Regions from separate parts of the Pan troglodytes genome. Here region 1 is linked to region 2. Evidence: chromatin contacts called from public Hi-C data. All regions are on one chromosome and are shown on one strand. Each heading gives the region's core, a stretch centred on a gene start, on an enhancer-like site or on the middle of the called end of the contact. The rest is flanking DNA. Distances are from core to core; before and after follow the strand shown. Region 1 holds the start of CDC42BPA (CDC42 binding protein kinase alpha). Region 2 has its middle 110 kb from the start of CDC42BPA.

Region 1 (4,964 bases), core at 1,878-4,377, 110 kb before region 2:
AGGATACAGTTTTCTCTTTATCATAAATCATTTAAAATTATATTTACTACTGGTACATAGAGTTCTCCCCATAGCTTCGCAGATAGGAAAGAATACTAAATGACAAAAATCACAGACTAGAGTGTCATTAAGGAACCATAACTTAAGAACTCAAGTTCCAACTCTGAAAGTACCAAAACCCTTTAAGTCTTAAAAAAAAAAAAAAAAAAAAAAAAATTAACACTACAGAATTTCTCAATTTGTGAAACATGGGATGTAAAACTACATATGCTTTACAAAATATTTTATTCAACAAATAAAAGACGTATACTCACAAAACCAGTACCAAAGCCAAAATTGTCTCACTCTTAAGTGAGAAGTTACTTGAAAGATGGTTTAGATTTCTTACATTCCCAGGATGAGTCTGGCAGTCTGTTTTGAAAAGTTATTCTATTCACATTTACATATTTTTTTAAACCTTATGACATCACGTTGCTAGAAACATTCTTATACTGGCAAATTGAATAATTAAAGTTATTACGTGTAGACATTCTTGTATCAGTGGTTTACCTGAGAAACTAACTTTGAATAAATTTCAAATCCAAAAAAAAAAAAAAAAAAAGACACAATCAGCACTTGACTTTTACTTCAGGAAAATAAAGTTTTACTTGGGAACAAATATTTTAGCATAAGAACTTAGCATAAGAACAAACTAAAATGATTAGTATTCCAAAGGTACAAAATCATATTTGGCCAAAATCCTTCAAAAGCCAACGTACCACTACTACAGACAGATCTGGGTGACGATGCGTGCTTATTGCAACAGTGAACTTCTGGACCTTAGAGTGTGTCCTGTATATAACAGCAGACGCTGAAGAACTTGAGCCAAGCCTTCAAGCTTGAAGGTCATGGAGCGTTTGCTCACATCATTGATCTATTCCACTACAGTAGGTCTTCTAAATCACACCTATATTTAGAAGAATGAAGCCAAAAATCTAACCAGTTTAGATTTAAATTAAATTTAGAGTAAAATGTAACTCTCAAGTGGAAGCTGCCCCCAAACATTCTCTAACTACTATCACAAAATTTTTAAACTATGTCATTTAATCTTACAAACATAATTTTTGGAAAGTCCATGTTTAGCAGTTTCCTTTCCTTGTACTATGCAGAGATGAAATAAAACCCACTGATCACCACCTTCAGCTTTCTGTTGACCTAAGGCAAACACAGATATTTTAATATCTCCTCCCATTTTGAGAATAATTTCCATAGTCTGAATGTTTCCACCAATAAATACCTTTCAAATGAAGGACTATTATAGTGCCATGTATTAGGCAACTGTAACCAATAATCCACTTTTGCCCATCACAGAATTGATTTAAAATCTCTTACTGTTGACCTAAAAACATAAGTTCTTCGTCGCCAAGTTCCACATTAGCTAGGCCTTAAATCAAGGCAACAATTGAGCAGCACAATTTTACTCCTGGGAAAATATTTACCAAAAACTAGCGGAAAATCTTGAATAACTAGTGTCTGTTTTTTTATTGTATTTTTTCTTTCAACGGAGTAGAGTTTACTCATAACTCTCTATACCAATTAAATCATAATGACCAGCTAAAGATTAAGTTTCTTTAAAAATTACAAACTTACCCCATTCTAGGTATTCGAGAATGTTCTTCTCTCTTCTCAATGGAGAATTATTGCATTCATCATAAAGGCAGATGAGTATATCCAGTAACGTCTCCACACTGAAGCACTGCCCATTGGTCTGAGCGGGCCCGTCCAAAATAAACTGCTCCAACTGCCTCAAACGCACTTCTCCAGACATGTTTAATTCGATTTCTGCTGGTTTTCCTTTAAATTATTATGATGACTTTTTCTATTATCTGAACCTAAATTTTAAAAGGTATGGTTTTAAAAATAAACCACTTGTTATTCAAACAACTGTCATGCAATGCTGGTGCTGAATTAAACATCCAACACACCAGTAACCTCACTTAACTGAAGCGTCTTCAATTTCACCCATATACATATATTTTGAGGGTAAATTACCATAAAATATATACTTAACGCATTTTTAAAAGAATACAATTAAGTCGTATATTTAAATAAAATAATAATTAAAAGTACAACGAACTAGAGAGTCAACACTTCTTTAAAAAAAAAAAAACTCTTCTCCTTCATTCAAAATTCAACTCGTGCAACGTAATCCTGAAACGAATCCGGTTGCATCATTAATGAATAAAGTCCGATTTGCATCAGCAATTCACTTCCCGGGAAGAAGAAAAACAGAAAAGGGAGGAAAAAAACAGAATGCATAGAAGGGGGAGGGAAAACCAAAAATGTTGCTGCAAATCCTCCCAACCACCACTTGGATAATGCATCAGCGGCAATTTCTCCAGCGGGAAAGGGAGGGGGCGAGGTCCCTGAAGCAGCCCCTCGGCTCGGAGCACGCCAAGTCTTGCCCGGAGGCGGCTTTTCGTTTCTCCTCCCGAGGTCCTTCTTTCTTTAAGGCTTTGCAGTCAGTCCTATTTTCAACGGATTCCGGTGAAAACTCTTCATTTTCCTCCCGGCTTCACCCTAGGGCCTGACCGGCGGCGCGGCCGGGGGTGGAAGGCGGGCTGCGGGCGGCACTGGCACCGGGCTCCGGAGAAGCGGCTACTTGGCCGCCCGAGCCCACTCCATGTCGGTGGTCGCTCGTGGGCCGAGCGCCGCGCCGCGCCGGGCAGAGAGCCCGGTCTCCCCGACACCCGCACCGCGGCCGCCGCGCCGGAGGCTCCCGACGCCCCAGGCGGGGGGGTGCTTCTCTGAATTCAAAGGACACAAGCGGCAGCAGCTGCAGCGGCGGCGCGGGCGGCTCTGGCAGCTACTTCTCCCCCTTCTTCACACCCCTGGGCTAAGGGCATCTTTCCTCAGCGAGGAGGGAGGCGGCCGAGGCGCAGGAGGAGGGGTCGCTTCCGCGGCTGAGGAGACCAGAGGCTGCGGCAGCCCGGCTCCCAACCACTCCCTTCCTCTCCCTTCCAGCCCTCCCCCGCCTTCCCTCTCCTCTCGCGCTCGCGCCCTGGGCTCCGCAAGGCTCCTCCAGTCCCGCCGCACAGAGGCGGAGGCTTGCGGACGAGTCCGGATCCAATATGGCGGCCTGGCCCCCCGGCCCCGGCACACGCGCGCGCACACGCCCTCCACTCCCCGCCCCCGCCCTGCCCGAGCCTCAGCCCCAGCCGGCGGCCAAGCCGGGCGGGGTCCGGCCGGCGCGCCCAGCGGAGGCCCCCAAGGGGGCGCGGGCTCGGGGCCCGAGTGGCTGCGCCAGCCCGAGGGGAGGGGTGTGGACTGCCTAGGCGGCGAGGCTGCGGCTGCCGCAGCGTGGAATGCAGAGCTGCGGGAGGGCTGAGGGAGGCCCGGGCGGCGGTGGCGGAGCATATGGAGGCGGGATGACCGGGCCGCGCCGGGAGCTGCGGCAGGACTGGGCGCAGGCTGGGAACTGCGCCACCGCCGCGCCGTGGCCCCGGCTCCCCGAGGTTTCTGGTGCAGATCGCGAAGGGGAGCTCCTGCTCGTCGTCGGAGACATCACCTGTCTGGCGCGTTTGTTAAGGGCGCCCAGAAGCAGAGGGCATTAGGCTTCCGACAGAGCTGGAGGAGACGGTGCCTTTCAGCCCCTTACCTGCTCCCCACCGGCCCCCCAGATTCGGTTCGCGCACACTCCAGAGTAATCGTTTCTTAGGTGTCTAATTACAGCACTTCGTGTGTCATTTCCCAGGACAAAAACAATGACAGACTTGTCCGCGCTACCATCGAAGTCTTGGGTCTGCACGCAAAGGATGGAATCCCCCATCTCCATTCCCAAAAGTTTCCCTACGGGAGCCTGGTGTTGTCTCCTCCGGAACTGTCCTAGCGGCTGCCTGTTTTTCCCTAGCCATGGTTACCGCCTGCGGGGGATTCAGCCTGTGAAGGCAGTCAAGGCAGTTCACCACTGTCATCAAACCTACACCCCTGTGTGCACGCGCACACACACTTGTAACCCAGTGGCACAATGCAGGAATTAGGGCAGCAAAGGCAAATCGCTGAATAGCTAGGGCACCTGATCCCTGTAGGGCCCTTCCAGGTTTTTGTGAATCTCGGTTTTAGGAGAGCTCCCTTTATAAAATTCTCATGGAAGATGCCACATTTAAATTGACACCACAAAACTAGGTCATTGCAGTTCTGTTACTTTCTCTCAAAATTGCCATCTCCTTTATGGTCGTTCTCTAAAATACAATTATTTTATATTCCTTCCCCACACCTGTGAGGCGGTTGTGTTTCTATGTTAATGTCCACAATTGCATCTTACATCTTGATAATATGGAAGCTGAGGAAGAATTAGAAATGAGGGCCTAGACGTAAAATGAAGGCTAACAGAAGTCGATTCAAGTTGTGATTCATGAAATAGTGTGAATCTTTTATGAAATCTACATTTGCAACGTCTACACTTGCCTGGCTTAAGAACAGCATTATTTTCAATGCCGTCTTGACATGAATGATACTTAGATTCAAACAAAAGGTCAGTCATTTCCAGCCATGACATCTTTATATGGGTGTGTGTTGTCTAATTCTAAAAGTAGTAGAAAAGTTTAATCCTAACACAGATAATAAGCAATATTTAGGTGTTTATTATTCAAGTCTTTTTCCTATGCACTTTAACAAAAATGATACATAATAAGAGTTTTATAGCCTCTTGCTTGCAATTAGCAATATATTATGGACATTTTTTCAGTTCAACAAACATTCTTCAACAACATGGATTTTAATGGTGAAGCCAATTTTAACAGTTTCATTTGACCATAAGATGCGGTAGCAAAGAAGGAAGCAATTTCTTCTGCTTTTTCAAGTACGGTTAACTAAAGAACTGGCTCCAAGATACCTGCTTTTCCAACTTACAAATAACTAGAAAGAAGTTTAAAGGAGAACCTAAAACATTTTAGGTCTCACTAAATGCTAATTGACAATGGAAG
Region 2 (4,641 bases), core at 1,245-3,744:
TCAACACCCTGCGTCCTGCCAAATCTCCTCTTCCCATTTCATCAGTCCATCTACGCTGGTGTCCAGCCATTCCAGCCCACCATGGCATTTAAAAATCTTTCCAGCTCTCTGTGGAAGATCTGAGACTTAAGAAAGAGACTGTTGCTCAGGGCTGGACAGGAAGGAAGTATGCATTCCTGGCTCCCAGAACAGAACAGCAATGTGGGTGACCCTTCATCCCCTCCCCAAGGCGTCCCCTTGGGCCGACACAAAAATAGATTCTGTCCTCCTTGGTTCGTCTCCACCTCCCTCGGGAAAGAAGACACAGGCTTCTAGTGAGTCAACAGTATTATCGGGACTTGACTGTCTTTCAGGAATGACCAGATGTTGGGAAGAGGATAATGTGTCATTTCCTTTAACAAATAGTCTGGGCATCTGTGCATTTCCTTTTGAGCCAGCTCTTCAGGAGACTGTGCCGCAGTGACAGGGAAGGACGAATCACCCTGGCTTCTACTCTCACGGGTACTAGGGGGCTCCTCGAACCCTTTGGATTCCAGCCCTCCATTAAGAAAATATTTCTGTCCTTTGTATGCATGAGTGACACCACGAGAAGACAGCATAGGGAGTGGTTACAAGCAAAGAATTTAGAGACAAAATAAATGCTCTAAGGGAAAAAGACAAGTAGCCAAGGAACGCTGGGAGAGGGCTTGGAGGAAGCAAATTGTTCATCCATTCCCCCAAATCAGTGGTTCTCAGTAGAAAACCAACATGAGTAACATTTGCCTGGGAACTTGTCTACCACCCCAGCTCTACTGAAACTCCAGGGGTGAAGCCCAGCAATCTCCTTTGACAAGCCTTCCAGGAGATTCTGATGTGAGCTCAAGATTGAGAACTACTGATCCAGATAGATCTTAGCTGGTCCTAGGGCTTCCCAGAAAGCATTTTAAAAAACGCAGAGATTCTCCTCCACAGGAGGCCTACATGCTGCCGCCTCTGTGGCCACCATGTCTCTAGTGATCCCTGAAGAGTTCCAGCATATTTTGCGAGTACTCAACACCAGCATCAGTGGGCGGTGGAAAAAAAGCCTTTGCCATCACTGCCATTTAGGCTGTGTGTCGAAGATATGCTCATGCGGTGTTGAGGAAAGCAGACTTTGACCACACCAAGAGGGCAGGAGAACTCACTGAGGATGAGGCGGAACGTGTGATCACCATTATGCGGGATCCATGCCAGTACAAGATCCCGGACTGGTTCTTGAACAGACAGAAGGATGTAAAGTTTGGAAAATACAGCCAGATCCCAGCCAATGGACAACAAGTTCTGTGACGACCTGGAGCGATTGAAGAAGTTTCAGGCCCATAGAGGGCTGCGCCACCTCTGGGGCCTTCATATCTGAGGCCAGCACAGCAAGACCACTGGCTGCCATGGCTGTACTATGGGTGTGTCCAAGAAGGAATAAGTCTGTAGGCCTTGTCTGTTAATAAATAGTTTATATACAAAAAAAAAAAAAAAAAAATGCAGAGATAGTGTGGGATGATTACCTGAGAAAATGCTTTAGCTCCCTTGCAGGGGTGGAAGGAAGGGACAGGACTTGTAAATGAGGCTATTCTGGCAAGAGGAATATCCTACAAATAGAAATGAACTGACAGCAAATAAAACAATCCAAGATGCATCTTATCTCTCTGCTCATACTGCATTAATTTGCAGCACTTCTAGAATATGGCTCAATGACGTAAGAGTATATTCACAGCATATTTTTCAGTTTAAATAAAATGCTCAATGTGGGCCCAATTATGTAAAACGTACGTGCATATCAGTCCATATTTAGAAAAAATATTAGAAGATTATATATCAAAATGTGATCATCTCTGGGTGGTGGAATACGAATAACCTTTACTTCATCCTTTATGATGTTTTGTTTTTTCCCCAATGTTTCCATAATAAATAGGTATTTTTTAATAACAAAACAACTGTAATAAAGTGACAAGCTTGTTGGGTCAAAATAGTCATTTAAAAAAATCTATATAGCCCTCTCCAGAGGCTACCTCTCCAAGAATTTATGTCACACTGATAATTAGCACCACCTGTTACACTTGTGCTAAAATGGGCACAAAGAACGTTGGATTCAGAACTTATAAAGAGATTGTTAAACTCATCAGCTCCAGTTGAAACCAGCACAGCAGGGAGAGCTGCAGAAAAATGTCAGTCAGAGCCCACCCTGGGGCTCCGGGGCCCCGCTGGGGCTGGCCCAGGGCCCTCGTGTGCTTCCAGCATGTGAATCTGAGTTGCTGGGTGTCCTCAGCAGCCTGCAGGGATCCACTGTCCTTCTGCACAGCTTTGTTCGGGAGCCCCAGCACCCTCTCAGTTTTTACACCCTGATTTCCTACCAGGGAGAGGCCCTGGGCAAAAACAAAACAAAATGAAAACACTGAAAGGGCTCTCAAAGCCTAGAAAGGAAGAAAGGACAATGGAACGTGATGTAAGGGTCGCTAAACAGCCAGTGACTCAGCGCTTCTGCACCATCAACACCAGCTGCAGCCTGCAGCGGTGGCCGTGGCAGCTCACAGAACACACACACACACACACACACACACACACACAGTACAAACATTACACTGCCTGGAGAATGACAAAAATTCAGACTCTTAGACTGTGCTATAGCCAAGAAGACACAGAATCAAAGACTTCTGGAGCTTCAAGGAGCCTGGAAGAATATATAAGTATGTTAGATCTTAATCCAGTTTTCCATTAATATCTTTTATCAAGATCCCTAAGGAGGGCTGGGCATGGTGGCTGATGCCTGTAATCCCAGCACTTTGGGAGCCCAAGGTGGGAGGATCATTTGATGCCAGGAGTTTGAGATCAGCCTGGACAACATAGTGAGACCCCATCTCTACAAAAAACTAAAAATTAAAAATTAAAAAAAAAATCCCTGAGGAGCTGGACTTGTCACTGGGGTCAGATTCTCCAAACTGGACCCACTGTCTGCCTGCAAGCATGGATATAACTCATTCTAATTTCTTGTGAAACATCACACGATGAAATTTGGTTAGTGTGGTAGATTCTAGCGTGGGCTTCTGGAGGAGACTTTAGGGGAAAATTCTCACCCTTCATGAGTCATGTGAGGGGCTGGCAGAAGATTCTGCACAAATCACAAATGGGAGTGGGGGTCGGGCATGGTGGCTCACACCTATAATCCCAACACTTTGGGAGGCTGAGATGAGCAGATCACTTGAGTCCAGGAGTTCAAGACCAGCCTGGACAACATGGCAAAACCCTGTCTCTACAAAAAATACAAAAACTAGCTGAGTGTGGTGGTGCAGGCCTATAGTTCCAGCTACTCAAGAGGCTGAGGCAGGAGGATCACCTAAACCTGGGGTGGTCAAGGCTGCAGTGAGCAGTAACTGTGCCACTGAATTCCAGCCTGAGCAACAGGAGTGAGACCCTGTTTCAAAACGAAACCAAACAACAACAATGACAACAAAAACCAAGTAGGAGTAGGAATCTGTCCCACAAAGTTTTGACATGGGCAATAACTCTGTCTGCAAATGTATCACCTTATTAAAAGATATATTTTTAAATTCAGCCTTTACCTCAATCCAAGTCTGTTGAAGCAACTCCTCCCACAGAATGAGCTGGGCTCACCCACTCTTCCCAGATTGCTGTGCTCCCACTGGGCCCACAGCAAGGAACCCTGCAGATTAGGTTGGTCTTAGGAGGCCTGACGCTCACCATTAACCACCAAATCCATTTGTTGGACCAGCACTGCTCATGGGACGTGATCAAAAAGCAACTTTATTTTTGTTACCCACTGCTCCTTCAAAATTTATTCCATGAGGAAAGCTCTTTCCTGCCATTAGATAAAAATTATGAGGACTCCAGAATTTTTCTGCTCGCTCTAAGGTATAAGATCATTCTATGGGCATTTTAAATCACAAAATACAGTCTCATTCGAGCAATTGTCTGAGTCTGGCATGGTGGAGCACACCTATAATCTCAGCGATTTGGGAGGCTGAGGAGAGAGGATCACTAGAGACCAGGAGTTCAAGACTAGCCTGGGTAACAAAGTGAGACCCCTTTTCTAAAAAAAAAGTTTAAAAACAGCAGGGCATGGTGGTGCACGCCTGTAGTCCCAGCTGAGGCGGGAGGATTGCTTGAGCCCAGGAGTTCAAGGTTGCAGTGAGCTATGATCATGCCAGTGCACTCCAGCCTGGGTAACAGAGCGAGAAAAAGGAAAGGGAAGTGAAGGGGAGGGGAGAGGACGGGAGGGGAGTGGGGAAAGAGAGAGAGGAGAGAGGGGGAAAGAGAGAGAGGAGAGAGGAGAGACAGAGACAGAGAGAGAGAGAGAGAGAGACAGAGAGAGAGAAAAAGAAAGGCTTTAGCTGCCATCTTGCATCACCACGTGTGTGCACCTAGTCTCAGCTGGTCCACCCAAGAGCCCCTGAGCACCAAGCCTAGTCCCCCGCGTGGCCCCTTATCCACTCTGACAAGATGAAAGAAACAATCATGAACCAGGAAAAACTCCAAAGAACAATGATCCACTTTAACAACCCTGAAGTTCAGGTATCTCTGGCAGTGAACACTTTCACCATTACAGGCCATGGTGAGACAAAGCAGCTGACAGAGATGCTACGCAGCGTCTTAAACCAGCTTGCTGCAGTC

What was found. A called contact is a pair of places that touch in the nucleus more often than the background predicts.
Region 1: a contact with region 2 is called in a Hi-C map of stem cell-derived neural progenitor cells, with 4 times the contacts expected there. The contact joins the promoter of CDC42BPA here to the enhancer-like site in region 2. A contact is called at or near these places in 2 of 7 Hi-C or Micro-C datasets (induced pluripotent stem cells and stem cell-derived neural progenitor cells) and 1 of 1 datasets of contacts at active chromatin or transcription factors (stem cell-derived excitatory neurons).

The regions. Positions count from the first base shown.
Region 1 is chr1:21,970,631-21,975,594 of NHGRI_mPanTro3-v2.0_pri, reverse strand. CDC42BPA (CDC42 binding protein kinase alpha) reads right to left here and starts at 3,127. Exons shown (of 38, transcript XR_010150112.1): 1 at 1,630-3,127.
Region 2 is chr1:21,856,899-21,861,539 of NHGRI_mPanTro3-v2.0_pri, reverse strand. It overlaps the pseudogene LOC100611142. Among named protein-coding and RNA genes, the nearest start is that of CDC42BPA, 110 kb to the left of the region's middle. Within about 2 kb of position 2,494, at least 12 of the 24 cell types and tissues checked have an H3K27ac peak or open chromatin away from gene starts, as enhancers often do. A contact at or near this core is called in induced pluripotent stem cells and stem cell-derived neural progenitor cells, where this site is marked.